Linked DNA regions of Capra hircus: region 2 is linked to region 1. A link is a contact called in public Hi-C data. All regions are on one chromosome and are shown on one strand. Each heading gives the region's core, a stretch centred on a gene start, on an enhancer-like site or on the middle of the called end of the contact. The rest is flanking DNA. Distances are from core to core; before and after follow the strand shown.

Region 1 (5,055 bases), core at 1,066-3,565:
GAGAGGAAGTGTCCGTGGTAGGTCCATAACCAGGACAAGTTTCCCAAAAGGTAGAAATACATCCACATCTCCTTTGAGAACAAATTCTGCTAGTTTGTTCTTTCCTAATACTTCCATACCAAAAATTGGATACTTTTAAAATTGGGGTTGATTCAGGCAATTGAGTCACCACAGAATTGGTAAGCCTGCCCGTTGCGAGTTCACTCCCCTTCCTAACCCTGCCAATTCAATGTCTTCCAGCTCTCCCAAAGATTACTTTCCTGATGCATTAGCAGGAGGAGTTTTGACCCACTTGTTTTACTTTTTCACTAAAATATCTTCCTTCGAGAGGGTAGGTCTATGAAATAAAGTTGAAGGGCTGGAAATATTTTGCAGTGTTTTGAATCCTAACCATTTTGCAGAGCCATAATCCTGGTTTTTTACCAATAACCGAGTAGAAGGAAAACTCAAGAAATAAATAAAGTATTTTTAAGCACTTGCCAAGGTCCTGTAATAAAGCTGGTTTTTGTTGTTTTTTAGTTGGTAAGTCATGTCAACTCTTTGTGACCCCATAGACTGTAGCCTGCCAGGCTCCTCTGTCCTTGGGATTTTCCAGGCAAAAATACTTGAGTGGGTTGCCATTTCCTTCTCCAGGGGATCAAACCCAGGTCTCCTGCATTGGCAGGTGGATTTTCTTTTTTTTTTTTTTAACCATTGAGCCACCAGGAAAGCCCTAGCTGGTAGAGACCCCTAATAGAATACTGTGGCAAACCTAAAATGCATTTGAAAAGCATTTGCAATTCTCTCCCCTCCCCCTCATATTAGTTCCCTTTTGATTTGCGTGACAGTCTAGTTGAACAGGAGCAATCTGCTGTATACCTGGTCTTCTTTCCATCTGCATTTCCATCAGCAGTGGAAAGGAGTATGCCCAAGGGTGGGGACTGGCTGCCCACAATAGCGTCGGGTGCCCCTCCTCAGATGCTAGATCAGGATAGAGGAGTGTCTATTCCTGGGCAGCAGTATCACCATGTACAATGCCAGCCGACTTTGACCATAATCGAAACTGTTCCCTTGGCTCTTTAGCATCATTTCTAACCTACTAAACTGGGAGCTTTAGGGCGTTTGGCGTAGTGTGTGGTGTAGTAAGAGCTTTTGTAAGGCATCCAAACAACAGAGATAGCAATGGGTAAATATCTGCAAATGCCTTTCTTTTGGGAACTTATGGCAAGTGTGCTTTTCTGGATGATCCTGTTTACATAACACGTGCGTTTTAAGTAATGAAACCTCTCTTGGTTTGCTTAGAATAGAAGTCCTATTGTGGAGTGGCTCTCTGTATAGGCAAACCCTATCTAGTGAAGAACGCTACCTGAGCTTTCATCTGAACCAAGATAGAAAAATTGTTGTGGCAAAGGTAAGGGGGTGGGGGAAGTAAGATCACTTATTGGGTGCCTTTATATATAGGATAACATTCATGGTCTAATGTTGCTGCTGCTGCTGCTGCTAAGTCACTTCAGTCGTGTCCGACTCTGTGCGACCCCATAAACGGCAGCCCACCAGGCTCTCCCGTCCCTGGGATTCTCCAGGCAAGAACACTGGAGTGGGTTGCCATTTCCTTCTCCAATGCATGAAAGTGAAAAGTGAAAGTGAAGTCAATTTTTAAAATGTCCCAAAAGCCTGGATATGGCTCTGTCATACCTCAGATTTGTTGAGCAGCTGCTACGTACTATGTATGTACAAGATGCCTCTCAACCATGTAGTCATTTCCTTCTCATGACTGTCTTAGAGAGGTGGGTTTTATGGTCTCAGTTTTAACTGAAACATGTGGATGTGCATGCTAAGTCACTTCAGTCATGTCCCACTCTTTGTGACCCTATGTGCTGTAGCCCTCCAGGCTCCTCTGTCCATGGGATTCTCCAGACAAGAATACTGGAGTGCGTTGCCTTGCCCTCCTCCAGAGGATCTTCCTGAACTAGGGATCAAACCTGTGTCTCTTGCATCTCCTGAATTGGCATGCAGTTTCTTTACCACACGTGACACTTGGAAAGTCCTGAGATGCAGACACATAATACATGTCGTAGATCCCACAAGCTGCAGAAATGGGACTGAGCACAGGTCTGTGCACCACCACCAAAGCTCACGCTCTTTTTTATCACCTACCTCCCCTGATGCTCCAGGTATCCCATAATTCTTCTGTTTTTGTTTTTTCTGTATTCATGGTTGGACTGTATTCAGTTTTGTTAGAGGAGAAATATAAACATTCTGAATTGTTTATTCTGCCCAGCCTTCATAAATGCATCCCACTTGGAGAAGAGCCGGTAGTGCCTCTTTCCACCCCTAGGTGGCACCTGTGTGCCACCAACAGACAGAAGAACATTCTGGGTCAATAGCAGGTTGACCTGCTCTTGCTTTTGTTCAAAGGACATTTAAGCAGATCATTTCTCTGTCTTCAAAAATCCTGCTTGAGGAATATCTAGCATTTTTTATGCTTTTATTTTATTTTTATTGAAGTATAGTTTATTTACAATATATGTTGCCATCTTAAGATTTAAAGCCAAATCAAACAAACAAGGAAAGGACCAGATCCTCTCTTCAGGATCATCCGATCCTAAAGCTTATGGTGTCTCAGCAGTCTTCCTTCCCAGAGGTACCTTATCACCTACTGTAGAAGGCAGTCCCTGAATTTGTTCAGACCGCAGATGCACTGGATCGGGTTGCCCAGCTACAGTGTCCATGACCTTTAAAAGATTCTGGCTTGGAATTAACTGGAAGGGATTTTATTTCTTCTTCATTAGCAGCGATAAAGATGTATGTTGTGTGGAAGCAATAGAAGGTGGATGCCTGTGCCTTTGAATTTTCAATTTTGAAAAAGAGGATCTGTTGCTCTCTCACACGACCCATCCAACAAAACAGTAATGTGATTAAATCTGGGAGATTTTCATGATTCATTAGGCTTTTCATTTAGAAGGGATTTCTGTGATAAAACACAATTTCACTGCAGAAATGATCTGCAGGAAAGGATGGGGGTGGGGAGCCTTGAGAAGTTTGCATCTGTGAACCCTGGATTCCTGTAATGCAACAGGCCTTATCGAGGGCAGTCCAGGAGTGAATTGGCAGTACATTAGAAAGCATGATTATAAGAGGGAAAGCTGAAATGGCCTTCATGTCAGCTGTTTTCCTCCACAGGATACTGGGTGATTCCTGTCCTAACCAGATACTGATTACTTAAAGCTTAGCCCAAGAGTTCTTGTCACAAATGATTTCCGTAGTGTATTTTGACTTGCTGAGGTCTGAAGAACTTTTGGAATTTGTTAGGTGTGGACCTGAACTCCAGGAACAGATTGTCTTAAGTGCCTCATTTTTATCTCATGACTGGTTTTCTGTCCTCATTTGACATGGAGAATTATCGGTGGAAAATGTATACATTGATAATTCAGACAAATTACAGTTAAAAAAAAGTTCAAAGGACTTCATATTTTTAAACAATATATCAAACAAATGCAAACTGCTTATAAATGTTTTAATCTACAAAATTGTATATTCTTTTATTTCCCCATTATAATTGCATTTCTTACATTTCATAAATATTTCGCAGCAGCAGCAGCATCATATTGAAATTCAAACTCAAATATTTAAATTGCTGAAGACTATTTTTAGAGTGAATAAATTTTCTTTTCATGAAGTACAAAGAATTAATGTGCCATCCAACTTTTCAAAATATTCTACCAAATATTCAGCCCAAAATGGTAAGATACAAAAAGGGTGTATGTTTGTATATAAAGCAGTGGACCATTTGTCTTTTTTATATAACTCTTTCTTAGCAGTGTTAAGGCTTATAGTACTTTATAGTTCCAAATGTTCAACAGACAAGAATCCAAAATACTACAAATAATATAAATTCGAGTCAAAATAATAAATTTTCTAGAACTCATTCTCTTCTGAGTCAGATAATTTGTGGGACATTTCAAGTACTTATAGCTATGTGGCATTTATAAAAAGAAGGTTTTATTTTTCATTTCTTAGCATGGATCCCTATTCATATCAGAAATCAAGAAGCATTATTACAAGTAAATCAAGTTTTATATTATTAGGTTATAAATTTTATATTACCATTATTACATTCTATAATTGTTTAGAATACCAGCAAAAGCAAATATTACTTTTTTCCCCTTTAAAATCAGTGAAAAACATTATAAGTACAAAAAACAATTTGTTTCTAGCCAGTCTTAAAAATCTCCCAGTACTTAATTCTTATTTCCCTTCCCACATCTATAGATCTGACGTACACAGAAGAGATCAATGGATGCAGCCAAGGAACAGAAATTGGGTCAATTATGTTTCTGCCCTGGTAGTGTAGGAAGGCATTCTATATATATAAGATATGTCCTATATTATAGTGTTTTTGTTCTGGGATCTTGTAGTAACTTTGTGAGGATACCCTAAATGTCAGTATCTAATTTTTTTCATTGAACTACAAAAATTTGACAGTTAGAGCTATTTTTCAAATCTAATGGGCATCCTGTGTTTTCTTATTTGCTAAATCTGGTGACTCTATACCTTGTTATCCCCTTGCTAAGCATCTTTTAATAAGCAGACTCATTCATATGTTTCTTAAGTCCTCTCTAACCATCAGAAATGACCATTTTCAGAACAACGTGTCACTGGTGTAGCTTGGACCATTTAACATGCTCAGATGACACAATTAGTTGGTATTTAAAGTCATTCTAGTCTTTTGCCATACTTGACCTATAGTAGACACACATTAGTTATACCTCTCATAATTGTTCCTACAAACACATTTGCATAAATAAACATATAGTTCAAGATTGTCCATTGTAATATTGTTATTAATAGCAAAAAATTGGAGATAAATATCTATCATTAGATGTTCATCAATAAATCTATACCATTATATATTTATTATTTGTGAAATCCACATTGTTACTCTAGTTGGATAAGCTTTCTAATATATAATAAAAAAATGGAAGAAAAATTGAAAAACTATATGGAACTTTATGATTCAATTTATTTTAAAAACCATGCATGTGTTTATCTTTGTAAATGCATTGATAATTTCAG
Region 2 (5,055 bases), core at 1,576-4,075, 150 kb after region 1:
AGAACCATTAACTTCACTAACTCTCCCAAAAGATCAACTAAGTCACTGAAAAGATATTTCTCGTCTAGGTAGAAATTCACTGATGTCTGCTCTTTTCTGTCATTCTGTGGCAACTGATGCTGTTCTTCCCAATATCTTCCTTCTTCTCCTTTAGTGATTCTTGGCACTATCCATCAGTGTAGCATAATTGGATTGGGGGACCCAAAAGCTTAGTTTGGGATCAAGAGGCCTAGATTCTGGCCCTAGCTCTCCATCCTTCATTTTCTCTTCCATCCCCAGTAATTCATGCCAACACCAGGCATCAGAGTGGGGAAGGAGAAATAAGTTGAGGAGAAGAGTTGAGAAGGAACTTGCATCCATTTCCCACTGAGTTGCAGTTGCACTAGTCGGGTTACGCTGACTTATTTCCTGCTTATACAACTGTACCATGTAGGTGTTCCTGACTGGACAACTCTTTTGGTTGGTTCTTCTCCAAGCAGTAATTTAGGGACCCAGGGTCCTCCCATCTGTGGTTCTTCCTTCCTGTAGATCCTCGGAGGTCTCTTCATTTCTCCAAAGGATAGAGGTTGTAGGGAGGAGAAAGACTACCAAAGCTGGAAGTAAACACATCACTTCCACCCACATTCCTTTAATGGGAACATTTGTATGACTACACTGCACTGCAGGAGTGGCTGGGCAATCTAGTCTAGCTGTGTGTCCAAGAGGAAAAGGAAATGGTTTGGTGAGCAAGTAGGCAGACTCCGCTACATAGGTTAATTCCCAGCTTAAGATACCCCAAGGGCTACCCAGCTTATCGTGCTATAATAAAATAGCTTGGTGTCTGAGATCACTTGATAAATAGGACTTGTAATTATTTTATACTATATTTTAATGGCAACAGAGGTATCAGTATTTGGCCAACATTATACAATAGAAGTATGCAGAAAGTAGACAAGAAATTATTTGAAAAATGATTGGAAAGTTTTGAGGAGAGGGCAAGATATGAATAAATATATGCATCAGTTATTTTATTCAAACACATTGAGCGCAGACATTATAATGAAAAAGGAGAAAATGGGATATTACTATAGAAACACAATAATGAGAATTTTGAAAGGTGCTTTGGTTAGCATATTTTGAACATGGTAGATTATAAAAATAATTCGGTGGCTAAAGCCTTGATAATCATTACCATCTATTCAAACTGCTGAAGTATTAGTCAAGGTTGAAATAATTCATTTTACTTCTACAGATTTTAAATATATATATAACCTCCCAGCTTAGATAAGGTGGCAAAATATTTAAAATTTAAAATATCAAATGTATTTAACAAATCTAGTTATAACCTGAAAAAATGCTAATTCTAAAGAAAAATAAATTTTATATCTGTCTTTTAATTTTGTATTTGTCTTTTTAAACCATGAATTTTTGGTAATATTTTTGATAATTATATCTTTTCTAATAAAATGTTAATAGTTGCAAATATTTCCAGCAGTTTTGGAAAACAAGGATGGTTATTTTGAGAGCTACCAAGGGATGTGATGTGCAGTTAGTAGGAAGGACAGAAAATAAAGAAAATAAGGACGGGAAGAAGGAGGGAAGTCATCAATACACAAATAATACGGCTTAAAGTTCAATGTTATATCTAGGAAATGTCCATATACATGGAACAGTGTCAGCAGAATTATTCAATAGAGTGCTGTTTATATCTTTGGTGATAGATAAGTGCTTATAGATGTAAAAAAGACTTTGGGGCTTAAATCACAAAGTCAGAGCATATTAGATAAGAAGGATTCTCAGAGGTCATCTAGCCAAATCCCATCAATTATATGTGATGTATGGATTTTATGAAACTATATGAAAATATTTACCTGAAGTCAGTCAACCAATGATGAAAACTGCAGTGGAGCTCATATATACTATAATGTTTTATTCTGAAACTCACTACTGACAGTACTATTTCTTGTGCGCTTACTTCTAATACAGGGAATAACTATTATTCAGCATCACAATGATTAATGTTCAGACTGTACTAGTAGCTGGGGAACTCCTGGAAGGCATCGGCATCTTTTCTATTTTTGTACGATTACGGTGGACACCAGAAAAGTCATTATCTCCACGACAGGTCTTTGTGCCCACAAGACTAGTTGCTTACAGAATAGATGTTAAAGTTTATTTCTCACCACTAGAGGGCAGGAAATGCTTTGCAAAGGGAAATATAACCCCTTCACCTGTGTTCATGATTAGACACCCCAGAAATAAATAACTTAATCACAAGAAGATCGAAGCTATCCAGTGTCTAAGTAAGACTTTTAGAAAAGCCATTGTATCTTGAGTACCTTTCCCCTCAAACTTCTTTTCTTTATCAATGGGTTTGGATTCAAGCTCTTGCATTTAAGATGTTAATGTTTGTTCCCTGTCCTACAAAGGGAACGTCCTGACACACTCACATAAAAATGCCTCCACTTAAAATACTCTGCAAACAGTCACACCATGAAAATTCAGTAGCAGCATCCTTATATTGATGAGGCATCCAAAAGACTTCTTGCATTTTCATTTGGGTTAGCCTTCTGAGGTAAGAACTCTCAGCTTCCCAAAGCTAACGTGCAATCCTTACACTTCCTTGACACTTCCTAGGTAATCAGATCTGAGTCCACGCTGTTTGTGCTGACCGCAGTAAATGATTCACAATTTGACTGTGCTTTTCTTTTTAAATATTCTCCCCCTCTTTAAAACCCCAGTCCCTTCCAGTGTGAGTGGAGTAACGGTAAACAACTCTGGCCGCAGTGACTACCTCAGCATATCCTGGCTGCCGGCTCCCGGAGACGTGGATAGCTATGTGGTGACGCTCTCCCACGGCGGCAGGGTGGTCCAGTCCCTCGTGACTGCCAAGTCTGTCGGTGAATGTTCCTTCAGCTCCCTCACCCCAGGCCGCCTCTACAACGTGACCATAACTACGAGGAGCGGCAAATATGAAAGTCATTCCTTCAGCCAAGAACGGACAGGTGAGGCTTTCATGAGATAGACTCTCTAAGAACCAGCCGCCTAAGTGGTTCAGGGCATCAGGCATGCATGTGTGTGTGCCAACTCGCTTCAGTCATGTGCAGCTCTTTGTGAGTCCATTGACTGTAGCCCACCAGGCTCCTCTGTCCATGGGATTCTCCAGACAAGAATACTGGAGTGGGTTGCCATGCCCTCTTCCAGGGGATCTTCCGACCCAGGGATTGAACCCACATCTCTTATGTCTCCTACACTGGCAGGCGGGTTCTTTGCCACTAGTGCCACCTGGGAAGCTCCTCAGGACATACAGATCCGCAGCAATTCTGTAAGGATGGGATTAAAGACTGCTGAGATCACAACAGTGTTATAGAGTCCTCATATTCTGACCCAACAAGTTCTTTATGTGAGCACATGATACCTTCAGAATAAGATGAACACAAATTTCGTGGCTAGAGTTCATAGTATATTTAGATATAGTAGCAAGTATTTCTGTTTAGAGAGTGCTTTTTGGTTCCTAGACCCTGGCTTTATATATGTTCACTAATTTAATCCTTATAAAGTCCTTATTGAGGTAGTTGTTATTATTCCCATCTTACAGGCTGTGATAAGTGTTGAACCAAAGTCCAAGGTAACTTGCCCAGTTATTTAACTTGTTAAACAGCCAGGGCATTTCACATCCTGGATTTTAAACTCAGTTCTGAATGACCCAAGAGCCTATAATGTTCTCTGTCCTGAAATTCTTCCTGAAATGTCTGTTGGTTAATCCTTTTTCAGATAAGGTGAAAATTTGAAACTTTATAGTTCTGAGGCTAGAAGCAAAATCTTAGCAAAGGCATTGAAGGCCTGGTCTTCAATGTGCTATAAAGAACTAAATTTAGACAGATACCATTTTCCCAATTTACTTATACCTCCTGGGGCTTACATCTGTGATTACTGCTTAAGGTGCTGTTAATGTTTTGTCAGATCTTTCCTGCTGAGCTATGGGCTGATATTTACATTTTAAAATGTCAGTTTTCCATGAGGATCTGGGACAACTAATATCATTTAATGCCCCAGCACGAAATCTCGAGCCTAGTAGCAGGCACTCAGTGAATGTTTGATGAATGAGTAATCTGAAATCACTTAGACTGGAGGTTTTTACCCAGTGCTTTATTAGGTAGACTTTTGGGAAGTAGTACCCCCAAAATTTTCTGTGAAGTTGTTGGGGACAGGAGAAGTATGTGCATTTCTTTGGAAAGAGAGTGGATGGCTTTTTATCAGAGTCTTACAATTTCTGTAACCTCAAAAAGTTAAGAACCACCAATTCACATTGTTGCAGCATGCTAGCTGCTAGCAAAGAGTAGTCTAATTCCTTCTCATTTGAGATAAAGCCCCAGAAAGAAACTGTGGCTTCCTAAAGGTCACATGGCTCACCAGTACCCAAGCTCAACCATACTCAAGGGTTGTTTCCATTACATCATGTTCTCTCTGAAAGCGCTAGTCAGGGATATAAAGAGAGAGTCCTTACCCTCAAATGATTCAAAGTTTAATTATGCTGATAAGCACAACACTGTCTTAGATCTGAAAAGCAGATTTCTATTGACAAAGCAGCCTCATGTCAGAGTTCTATGTTGAGTTAACTTGGAGCCTAAAAATTGCCAGAAATTAAAGGATATGTCATCCAGTCACTCAGCCTTTTCTTTCCCTTGGTGTCAGTTCATGACTCTTCCCTGTCCATGACTTCCATATTGCAAGGTCTTGTGCTCAGACTGTTCTTAAATGCAAGAAAGTGAGTCTTTACTCAAAGCATCTTTTTGATTCTTTACCAGCATGAACTTGGATTTGGCGCATGACTAATCAAGGCAGACCATTGCCCCTGACAAATCAGTTTAACTGGAGTATCGTGTCTGAGTTGTTGCCTTGTTGATTTTGGCTGATTGTCTCAATGCCGTTTTCCTTTTCTAATGCTCTTGTTCTACATTTCTGGTCATAATGTCAGTATTTCTAATTCTATACCACATCATCTCACTGTGCATCAAGGCATCTCTCGCAAATTACCCTCAGTTCCACCTGGAGAGCCCCTTATTGACTTCGCGT

What was found. A called contact is a pair of places that touch in the nucleus more often than the background predicts.
Region 2: a Hi-C map of blood shows a contact between it and region 1, with 2.6 times the contacts expected there. The contact joins two enhancer-like sites. A contact is called at or near these places in 3 of 5 Hi-C or Micro-C datasets (blood and liver).

Annotation. Positions count from the first base shown.
Region 1 is chr5:42,290,881-42,295,935 of ARS1.2, forward strand. All of the region lies in intron 6 of PTPRR (receptor-type tyrosine-protein phosphatase R), which reads left to right. Among named protein-coding and RNA genes, the nearest start is that of PTPRB, 86 kb to the right of the region's middle. Within about 2 kb of position 2,316, at least 1 of the 5 cell types and tissues checked has an H3K27ac peak or open chromatin away from gene starts, as enhancers often do.
Region 2 is chr5:42,440,751-42,445,805 of ARS1.2, forward strand. PTPRB (receptor-type tyrosine-protein phosphatase beta) reads left to right here. Exons shown (of 34, transcript XM_005680175.3): 11 at 2,721-2,984. Among named protein-coding and RNA genes, the nearest start is that of PTPRB, 64 kb to the left of the region's middle. Within about 2 kb of position 2,826, at least 1 of the 5 cell types and tissues checked has an H3K27ac peak or open chromatin away from gene starts, as enhancers often do.